Regions from separate parts of the Macaca mulatta genome. Here region 2 is linked to region 1. Evidence: chromatin contacts called from public Hi-C data. All regions are on one chromosome and are shown on one strand. Each heading gives the region's core, a stretch centred on a gene start, on an enhancer-like site or on the middle of the called end of the contact. The rest is flanking DNA. Distances are from core to core; before and after follow the strand shown. Region 1 holds the start of LINC02875 (long intergenic non-protein coding RNA 2875). Region 2 overlaps LOC144335491 (a long non-coding RNA gene).

What was found. A called contact is a pair of places that touch in the nucleus more often than the background predicts.
Region 2: a contact with region 1 is called in a Hi-C map of fetal cortical plate, with 3 times the contacts expected there. The contact joins the enhancer-like site here to the promoter of LINC02875 in region 1. A contact is called at or near these places in 4 of 14 Hi-C or Micro-C datasets (cortical neurons, fetal cortex germinal zone, fetal cortical plate and 1 more).

Annotation. Positions count from the first base shown.
Region 1 is chr16:49,150,242-49,155,717 of T2T-MMU8v2.0, reverse strand. It overlaps LINC02875 (long intergenic non-protein coding RNA 2875), which reads right to left and starts at 3,248. Exons shown (of 3, transcript XM_015120018.3): 1 at 2,499-3,248; 2 at 1,239-2,496; 3 at 330-1,197. The coding sequence starts at 2,955. The coding sequence ends at 1,910. TBX2 (T-box transcription factor 2) reads right to left here. Exons shown (of 7, transcript XM_015120017.3): 7 at 5,353-5,476.
Region 2 is chr16:49,285,289-49,290,764 of T2T-MMU8v2.0, reverse strand. All of the region lies in intron 3 of LOC144335491 (a long non-coding RNA gene), which reads left to right. Among named protein-coding and RNA genes, the nearest start is that of NACA2, 38 kb to the left of the region's middle. Within about 2 kb of position 3,159, at least 1 of the 40 cell types and tissues checked has an H3K27ac peak or open chromatin away from gene starts, as enhancers often do. A contact at or near this core is called in fetal cortical plate, where this site is marked.

The sequences.
Region 1 (5,476 bases), core at 1,999-4,498:
GGAACATGAGCCACGCCCTAAGCTAAGCACAGGATGCACCCCCCTCCCCCAGGTAATCCTCTCAACACCCCTGTTAGTGTTTTACCCCGAAAAGCCCCTGCCCCGACCAGGGGTCCCTGCAGGCCCAGCTGGGCTGACTGGAGCCATGAGGCCACCCTTCCCCCGGCCTGCTGGACCTAGGCTCTGAGCCAGGCTGCTTCTCCCACGGACACACCTCCTGGCCAGGACATCCGGGCACTCCTCCCCTGCCCTGTTTGCCCTTTTCCTGCTGCAAGCCTGACTCTCACCCATCATCACTTCATCAGTTTCCAAGGGCCAGGCCCAAGGGATTGCGAAAGAGCTTTGTCCTTTATTTACTGGATGGCCTCAGGCACCTCACTTCATTTCTCTGAACCCCAATGTCGTGTCTGTGAAATGGGGACTCATAGTCTCCACCCCGCCAGTGAGGGCTGGGGAGAGGCCACATGTGAAAGTGCGTTGGCTGTCATGAAGGCTTCCTCACAAGAAAGAAATTAGCCTGGGGGACCCGCTTAAACATGGGTGCCTGAATGGCCTTCACTGGTATCCCTTTCTCTCTTTGGGGTCTCTCTTTGGGAAGAAGTTACACACAGTCAACAAATTGTGGTGCTGGGCAATAAAGTCACCCCCCAACCCCCGCCCACAACCCACTAGTCTGCATCTCTCCAAAAGCAGCTTGCTTGAGGTAGAAGGCCAAGCTGTGAGTGACAACCACACCCCACAGGGAATGGAGGCAACTGGAACCTAGAATGCAATTTCCTAATTGAGAATTCATCCAGGCCACCAACCCAGTCCCCCACCCCAAGAATCTTGGCGAAGGCCCTCAAGGTCTGTGACTCTGCCTATCCCTCTGGCTCAGGTTCCTTAAGCATTAAATGGGAACATGGCTCTTGTCTAAAGCAGTTCTGGCTGGGGGTGGGACAGGGGTCACTGGAAACTGGACCCAGGTCAACTGGCCATTTGCAGATCAACTTGATTTTAGTCCAAACTACTTATTTTGCAGATGAGGCTTCTGCAGCCCAGAGAATAAAGTTACATTTTTGGAGGGCACTCACAGCTCTAGAGGCAGAGTTCGACCTTGTACCTATCCAGTTTTCCTACCAAGCAGCTGCTTCAGCCATAGATGAGCATGTAGATAATTATTAAATCACCAAAGATTTGGTCCTATTCTCTGCTACACTGTACTTTGAAAGAGAAAAGAGCTGAGAGCCCAGTGCTACACTGTACTTTGAAAGAGAAAAGAGCTGAGAGCCCAGTGCGGGTACGACATCTGGCCTGGGTCCCATCACCCAGCCGGTGACTGTATCGCAGCGGAAATGACCCTCGACTGGTGTTAACCGGGCTGCTTTCTAGCCGTGTGCCCTTAGGAAACCTGTGTAGGGTTAATCTCTGAGGGTGCCAGAGCTCATCTGGGGACATAAAGGGTCAGCTGGCTTCTAAGCTCCACCCCCTCCAACTCTGGCATTCCCCAGCCAACGGGTCTTACATCCCCTGCCCCCTATTCAGACCTGACCCAGAGCCTTAGTGGCTTTTAATCCAAGGGCGAGATTCTCAGGCTGACCCCTGGGCCCTCCCCAGTCCCCACCACCTCCCCAGTCCCCACCACCTCCCGCTGGAATAACGCAGCCCAAAGCCTCCCCTACGGAGGCAGGAACTTAGGTGAGCAGCTCCACAGGGCACATCCTGCCCTCAACCCTGAAGACCCCACCCTGAAGAAACGCGTAAGGGTGGTGAGGAGGGCGGGTTGGAGCCGAGGGGTCCCTCTCCGCGAGAGGAGCGCCGGATCCCCGCCGATCCTTCCCCTATCGCGCCCCCAAGTCCTCACCGTGGAGTGGGCCCCGCGCTCCCAGGGCCGTGCGGCCCGCCCCCTGCGGATCTCAGCCACAGCCCCCTACGGAGGAGCCTGGGAGGCCGGAGGCCGGCAGCTCCTTCCCGGCAGAGAGAACGCGAGGGCCCAGCCCGGCCGGCGCGCAGAAGAGGACACGCCGGGATCTGCAGCAGCCTGGAAGGTCGCCGAGCTGGCGATGCCCGGCGGTCCCGGCAGCAGGGGAGAAGGCCCCACCCCGAGCCTCAAGCCCTCCGCTCCGCGTGTCCGCAGCCCCGGAGTCCCTCGGTCCCTCGGCGGCCTGTGCCGGGCTCCGGACCCGGCTCTGCGTGCGTCGGTGGCTGCTCCTCCGTGCCCGGCTTGCCCGGGTCCCCAGTCTACCTCCCGCTCTCGCCCGAGGCGGGCTGTGAGGCCGCGGCCAGGGCCCTGGCCTGCAGCGCCATCTCGTGGACCTGTGGGGAGTTGCCGAGGCCCGAGGCCTGGGCGGGCTCTGGGTTCGCTCCCACTCGTGCTCCCGGCGGGGAGCTGCTAGAGCTGCCAAGAGGACTCGCCGGGAAACGAGGCGCGGCCGTCAGCTCTGGAAATCCGTGCTTCCGGAGTGGGTTCGGGGTCCCCGGCCCCATTCAATAGGAGGAACAGATATGCGCCTCCGGGAGCCAAAAAGAAAGTCCAAGGGCAAAACCGCCCCGAGCGTGCTCGGACACATTCAGCGCCCCGCGACCAGCCTCCACCCCGAAGGCGCTCCGGGGAGGGTGCCCAGGGGACCCGGAGCTCGGGCTCCCTCCCAAGAGCGCGGGGGCTCCCTCCGCTGCCGCCCAGTCCTGCGAGCATGGAGCGCTCGGCCTCTTGCTGGCTCCCGCCTGACCACCGGTGCTCCGCACCTGGGAGCCAAGGACAGCGACGGAGGGGGAGGAAGCGGAACTGGATTTTGGGTCCTTCCCAGAGCGGAGGAAGGCAGGCTTGGGGTGTAAATCCAGGGCTCGTGGAGGCTGTCCCTCAAGAGGCCGTCCCATAATCGGGAAATAGGGGGTCGGGGCCTCGAGCTGGGGCGCTTGAGCTTGGGAGTCCCGGGGAGAGCGAGGCTGAGCGCGCCCCTCCCGCCCCAGGAGCATCCCGCGCGGGAGTTCGCGGTCAGCTGGGGAGGCGGGCCCGGGAGCTGCGCCCTTCGGAAGGGCAGGGCCAGGCCACACCGGTGGCTCGGGTTCTCCACGGCAGCGGCGGGGGAGTTGGGGAGGAAGGGCTTGAGGGCTCGGATTCCGAGTAGCCCGAGAGGAAATGAGGTCCGCGGGGCCTTGGAATCCGTGCGGCTTCGCCGCTAGGGGGTCTCTCGGAGCCCCGCACTCACACCCTCCGTCTTCGAGTTCCTCCGGGAATCGAACGCGCCACCCCACACCGACAAGCACAATTCCCTCTTAGATCTCACACGCCCTACACGTGGGGGCCCGCGGCGACAGGCTAGGCCACCAGTAGGTATCGCCATTGCCCCAGCACAGGCCCTCCTGCCACGCGCGTGCCGGTGGCTCTGCCGTCCAAGGACCCCGAGCCAGGCCCTGAAGGGTTAAGGAGGCCTTGTGGCACCGGAGCCGCGGGTACGCGGGGCGCCTGGGCTAATTGGCGACCCTGGGGACAATGAGGGCTGGGAGGCCGGGGAGGAGGGTGGCTTAATTGGGCATGGGAGTGGCCTAGCCTTTGTCTAGGACAAGGCCCAGCCGCAGGCCGCGGGTTCCCGCAGTCGAACTCTGGCCACCAGCTGGGGCCCCGCGGAGCGCCGGGTGGGCGACTCGGAGGGGACCTGTGAGGCGGGAGGTGGCGGCTGGAGTGGAGTGGGGGATCTCTAGGCCCTGGAGTCCCACCCCACTCGGGTTGCTGCAGCAACGACGCGGCCCAAAAACGGCCGCAACGAGGCAGCCCCGCCTGGCCTTCGCAGCCACCAGCCTCCCCCGCGCCGGTGCCTGCGCCCGCGCCCCTCCTGCGACCCTAGGTCGGTGCTGCCCCCTGGTGTCCGCAGCCCTGTACGCAGGCCGCCGCGGGCCCGCAGCCGACTCTTGTCTCCCTCCTAGTGTCCTGCTGAAAGTGAGAAGCCGCGGGAAGCAAACGCGCCCCTGCTCTAGGAGTATGAGGCGTTTCAGCCCAAAGCGACCTCCAGCAAACGCGCTGCCCACGAGCTTCTATTTAGGCTGGAAAACGGGCTTCTCTGTCCCCATCGGGTTCCCGCAGGTCTGAGGTCTCAGCCAGAACCCACCCTCTGGGGTTTGGACACGTTCTACTGCAACCTCCCACTCGTGCACTGGCTGAGTCCTCTCCCCGCTCCAGCCGCATTCGGCGTGGCCTGGGGGCAGCCCCCTCCTGAAGAGGCGGGCCTGGTTCTCTCTCTGGTTCCTTGCAAATGTATCGGCCCACGAAGGCATCTAGGCGTCTGGGGGCCCAATTGTTCATTCCATCTTCATCATCGCCCTCCCGCCATCTCAACGTCCTTGGTGTTTTGGAAGCCAGCACCCTCCCCAAACCCCACCCTGTGCAGTGCCCAAGGTGGGCAGCCTGTTGGGGCAGGGCATTCGGGGTCCCCAAGGCTTAAAGAGAACTGGGAAGGAGGTGGGGTGCTCGGTGACCGACCAGACCCAGGGCTGAAGGGGTGCCCGCCCAGTTCCCACCCCTTCCCCATCCCCACTGCTAGGAGTCGGTCTGGAGACACCTGCTAGCTAGGCGAGGAGGATGCGGCTCTGGGGAGCTCACCGGCGCGGGGCGGGAGGCAGATGTCCTCGTAGGAGTGGGTCTCGGGGAAGAACCAGCCTAATGGAGACTGACACAGCGGGACCACGGAGAGACCCCAGCCAAGCCCGTTATTATACAGGGGAAAGTGAGGCAGGAATGGAAATAGCCCACTGACCCCACTCCCCACTTTCCCAAGAGGGATTTAGATAGATGAGTTAAAGTAAGAACTTCAGTCCAGAGTTTGCCACTCTAGCCAACAGCCCTGACGCGGAGGAAATGTTTGTCTTTGAGGTTCAGGAGGCAGAGAGAGGGGAAAGAATTCTAGGCTAAGCGATATTTGGCGGGGCGGTACGGGTGGGACACAGCCAAATCCCTCCTCGGAAGGGAGAGGGCGGACAAGGAGCACCCATCCTCCCAGCCCACCCACCCAGAAGCATTGAAAGGAGATGCGTTTCCAGTGTGGTTTCCCGGAGAGGGAGTCAGAAGCCAGGAGTCCAGGCCGCTCGGCTGCTCACCTCCCGGCCCGGGTGGGTGCCCAGGCCAGTGGCGCGGAGCGGCGGGAGCGGCCGGCAGGGGGAGCCCGGCCCCGGTCTGGGACGCAGCGGGCGTCCCGCGCCGGCGCCGCCCTGCCTCGCGGCTCAGCCAGCGCCCCAGACGCCCTGCCGCTCTGCCGCCCCCGGGGTGCAGCTGTCGCCGAGCGAGGGGCGCGCAGCCTTTTGTCCCCGCCTTTCGTCCCTCCTTTCGCGCGTACAGCGCCCCAGCCCCGCGCGGCCCACAGAGCGCACAGCGCCGTTCACTTCGCTTTGTAGCGTTTTATTGTTTTCTCGCGTTTTTGTCGTTTCGTTCTCGCTCCGGAGCGAAAAGTGAAAACCTGAGGTGGAGCCCGCGGGCAGGGCGAGTCAAACCCGGGCGGTGGGGCCG
Region 2 (5,476 bases), core at 1,910-4,409, 140 kb before region 1:
TCTGTAATCTCAACTACTTGGGAGGCTGAGGTGGGACCTGGGAGGATTGCTTGAACCCAGGAGGCAGAGGTTGCAGTAAACTGAGATTGCACCACCACACTCCAGCCTGGGGGATAGAGTGAGACTCCGTCTCAAACACACACACACACACACACACACACACACACACACACTGGGAGATAGAGCGAGACTCCATCTCAAACACACACACACACAACACACACACACAAAACCACCATGACACCAGTACTATAGTTTGCATATCTTTCCCTTGCCCTTTACTTGACACACTTGAGGGATTTGAGGTGATTAACAGCTCTCTGTGTTCAAGGTGATGCCTGCCTTCCTGCAGGTACTATCATCTTAGTGTATTAGTGTAGTAATGACTGGGATTTAGGTAGCACTGTCTTAAGGAAGATTGCTATGCTTATTATCTCCTCCCCTTGAAGCACAAGCCAGGATTGTACTTTAGAGCATTCTGGTGGGGAAACTGAAACACTATTTCGAGGAGAGGACTTCACCTCTGTCCCACAGATACACGGTGGGAGGTATTTTGGGTCTCTGATCTCCCAATTGCTAACCTGCTATTTCTTCAACCCGATTATCATTTCCTCTTCTTTTTTCACAGTGAATAGGAGTCATTAGCTCTTACACTTCACTCCGAGATTTTGTTTTTTGCAACAACAAAATCTCTGGACAGTGGGAAAATGCATTTATGTGTACCGGCTTGCATTTGTATCATAGCATATGGGTCTCTGCATATGGTTTGACTTTATTTTATTTATTTATTTATTTTTTTGTGACAGAGTCTTGCTGTGTCACCCAGGCTGGAGTGAGGTGGCACGATCTTGGCTCACTGCAACCTCCACCTCCCAGGTTCAAGCGATTCTCCTGCATCAGCCTCTAGAGTAGCTTGGATTACAGGCGCCCAAAACCAGGCCCTACTAATTTTTATATTTTTAGTAGAGATTGGGTTTCACCATGTTGCCCAGGTTGGTCTTGAACTCCTGACCTCAAGTGATCCACTCGCCTCAGCATTCCAAAGTGCTGGGATTATAGGCGCGGGCCACTGCTCCTAGCCAGTTTGGCATATCTTTTTAACAAAACGGCGTGTGACAGGATGGCCTCACTCTGAGTCTTGGAAGGTAAGGCACAGGAGCTGCTGAATTTTATTCGTATGGAAGCCCAAATGCACAATGCTGCTATGTTGCGAATGTGATTGGATAGTGTAGAGATGATGTGAGCCTTCTTTACAGTCAGGGCTTCGCTTTCTCTTGTTGTCAACTTTCATAGAATCCTTTCCTTCACTTGTCCCTGCACCAAACCTCACAACTCACATATGACTGTGGGAGTTGACTAAACGCTTCGTAATTCTTTAGAATTCCTTATGCAAAGCAGATTACGGCTTTGGCGCTTTGTGTACGACCAAGCCCTCTAACACCCAATTCCTTTTGTCAGCTTAAACCCTAATTTGAGAACCTTTCTTGTGGTAAAAACACAATCGGATGAAGACACCAATTTGGTCTGATTCACATTTGGCTTGGAAACATGTTGTTGATAAAGGATCCGCCTTAAGTGTATTTTTAAACGCAGATATTTCTCACTCTGAATTGATTTTTTATAAAGCGAAGGGAAAGGGACAGAAGGGACATTAGGAACATTGAACATTCATTTTTGTATCCGTCTCTGTCTTACATGTTTTCACAAATCTAACTTGTTCAAACATTAAAAAGAAAAAAAAGTTATTTCTCCCATTTGAACAGAGGAGAAAATTGAGTGAGAGGTCAAGTAACTTGAACAAGTTCCTTGGTAATAAACTAATAAATAGCAGGACCTAAATTCAAGTCCTAGCATGCGGGACAGTTACTGGCCAAACCACACGGGAGAGGCCCTTGGGTCAATTTAAACACTGATAATGAGTGTCATGGAAATACAGGAATTAAATCTCACGTAAGGATCAAGTGCACTACATACACAGCCATGGCCATCCAGATACTAAATATAAACAAAAAAGAAATCTCTTCCAATCCTATAGCTTGTGGCATTTCAGATTACATCTATAATCCCAGCATTTTGGGAGGCTGAGGTGGGCAGATCACGAGGTCAGGAGATTGAGACCATCCTGGCCAACATGGTGAAATCCCATCTTTACTAAAAATACAAAAATCAGCTGGGCTTGGTGGTGGGCGCCTGTAGTCCCATCTACTCAGGAGGCTGAGGCAGGAGAATCGCTTGAACCCGGGAGGCAGAGGCTGCAGTGAGCCAAGATCGGGTTACTGCACTCCAGCCTGGCGAGAGAGCAAGACTCCGTCAAAAAAAAAAAAAAAAAAAAAAAAAAAAAAACCAGGCACGGTGGCTCATGCCTGTAATCCCAGTACTTTGGGAGGCCAAGGTGGGCAGATCACGAGGTCAAGAGATCAAGACCAACCTGGCCAACATGGTGAAACCCTCTCTCTACTAAAAATTAAAAAAATTAGCTGGGCATGGTGATACAAACCAGTAGTCCCAGCTACTCAGGAGGCTGGGGCAAGAGAATGGCTCGAATCCGGGAGGCAGCGGTTGCACTGAGCCGAGGTCACACCACTGCATTCCAGCCTGGTGACACAGAGAGATTCTGTCTCAAAAAAAAAAAAAAAAAAAAAAAAAGATGGGAGAGAGGGAGGGAAGGAGAAAGAAAGAAAAAGAAAAGAAAGAAAAAAAGGAAAGAAGGAAAGAAGGAAAGAAGGAAAGAAAGAAAGAAAGAAAGAAGGAAGGAAGGAAGGAAGGAAAGAAAGAAAGAAAGAAAAAGAAGAAAGAAAGACAGAAAAAAGAGAGAGGGAAAGAAAGAAAGAAGGAAGAAGGAAGGAAAAGAAAAGAAAGAAAAGAAAAAAGAACAGAACAAGAACAAGAAAAACCTGTAGTAATCAGGCCCAACACAGACTCAAGCCAGAAGACAGGGCTGGACCCTGGGCACACGGAGGTGGAAAAGTCCAGAAGGTGAGAGGAGACCTAAATTCTACCTCATAGGCATTCCTGCGTAGGTTCCAGTGACACAACTATCCATGTGCCTCTGAAAATAGTGTACTTTGGGCAGGCTATAGATTGCCTATGCCTGGTTGATGTTTATTCTGAAAATTTAATCCTAGCAGTGGAGCCATTCATATTCTCAACAGTAGAGGTCCTCAGTACCATAGTTCTTCAGCAAAGAGGCTGAAAAAAATTCTCCAACCTTGAATTATTTGGCATTTATGGTTGCTTATGGAACTTAAGTCATTTTATGGATACAATTGTCTATTTTTTATGTCATTAATAAACAAAAAATGTAGTCCTCATGGTCTGATCTTGGCTTAAAATTTCCCAGTCTTCTGTAACAACTGAAATCATGCGTCAAAAATGAGTTGACTCAACAAGTGAAATAATTGGAAAAAAAAATACATAAAGCATTCTCTTAAAGTTTTGGGATAAAAAGACCATGAGAAAATGTTTGGAGAAGATGTTAAAATTTATCGTGATGAAAGAAAACAATGATTTTTGGGGAAGGATGGGGGTGTTGGTTCTGTTTTTCTAAAAACTGTCAATTTATGTCTTGTCTATTGTGTCTAGAACTATAGAGCTATAAGATACTTAGGGTGTTTTGTTTGTTTTCTTTGTTTTTTGTTTTTGTCCCAGGGATTTTTATTTGAATTTTCTACCTGTAAACACAATTCACTAAGAACAGCTCCATTTACCCTTTCTTTTCACCAAAATTTGACATTGTCTTTAATCTTCCCAATTCTTTATTCTCCATATAACAATCAGGAAATCTTATCAGTTCTACCTCCTATATATTGCGTGTCCCATTTTCCATCTCTCTGGCCCCCATTGCCCTAGTTTGGGTCCTTAACTTGGTTGTTATAATTCTCTTCTATCCAGTCTTCCTATTTCTAGTTTCATATCTTTTTAAACCATTCATTGCATATTTATAAAACTGCCTTTCTAAAATGCCATTTCCCTGCTTAACACTTCCAGTGGTTTTCCATCACTACTGAACAAAGCACAAATTTCCTAGCATAGCCTGCCAGTTCCTTTATAACCTTGTCCCTAACTACCTCTCCAGCTTTATTGTTTCCTTCCCTTTTTACCATAGCCCTCAAATCTATGTTCCAACCACACACTGAACTACTAAGAGTTTCTCAGATGCATCAAACTGTTTCAACCTTTCTGTCTTCGCATGCTGTTTTTCTCCTGAATATTACCATTCTTTCTTCTCTCATTCCTTGTTTACCTGACCAATACCTAACTCTTCCTTTAAGATCCAGGCCAAGTATCTTTGCATTGTAAAACATTTCCTGAACCTCAGGCTGGGTTAACAGTTACCTTCTTTGTACCAACATTCTGTATACTCTTCCACTCCCATAGACCCAGTAGTATACTAGCTATTTCTCCTGCTAAACCAATGATTCTCAGTGGTGACAGAGAGTGTGTTGGGCCAGTGCAATTTTGCCCATCAGAGGACATTTGGCAATTACTGGTTCTATTTTTTATTATAACAGCAATGGGGTGGTGGTGGTGCTACTGGCATCTATTGGGTAGAGGCCAGAGATGCTGCTAAACATCTTCTAATGGCCAGGACAACCTCCCACAACAAAGAATTATCTAGTCAAATGTGAGTAGTACCAAGGTTGAGAAACTCTGTGTCAGACTATAAATTTGCATCTTTAGAAAAAACTTTGAATCTTTAGAACCTAGAACAATGCCAAGCAAAAATTAGGCACTAAATAAATATTGGTTGAAGGAGTAAAAACTTCCATAGGGTTATCTAAAGGGAATCCATTCAAGGATTTAAAAATATATATTATTTGGAAAAATAACGAGAGCCCAAATTCAATCACATTCAAAAGTATAATTTGACATTTATCTTAAAATTTCCTTAATAATGCATAGAAACACTAGATTAAAATTTTGATCTGATTATATGCCTGCTCCTCCCAAAAATGTCATAAAATGTCAAAAAAACAAGAAAAAGTCCATCAGATTAGATATTTTGAAGAACTCCTGAAAGAGACCATAGCTGATGGAAGGGAGGAAATAATCAAAGAAATAATAGAAGAAAATTTCCCAGGTCTAAAGGAAGATTAAAAGGGCCTGCATCATGTGCTTATATCAAAATACCAAGAATAAAGAGAGGAAAAACCATCTACAAAAGGATAGATATCACATTGGCATTTCATGTCTAATTACTGGGACTAGATACCAAAATTATATTGAGATGAAATAATATCTCAATATAATGAGGGAACATTATTTTAAAACTAAAATCTTATTCCTAGTTAATTAATATTTACATAGTGGGACAAAAATTAAGACATGTTCAGACACAGTAAGACTTAGAAGTTTATCACCCACAAATTTTCTCTTTAGAGAATTACTAAAAGACATAACCCACCCCAAAACCTGTCAAAAAAGGAATTCAGAGGAATATAAGAGATATCAGAAACAAATGATAAGCAAAGAAGTA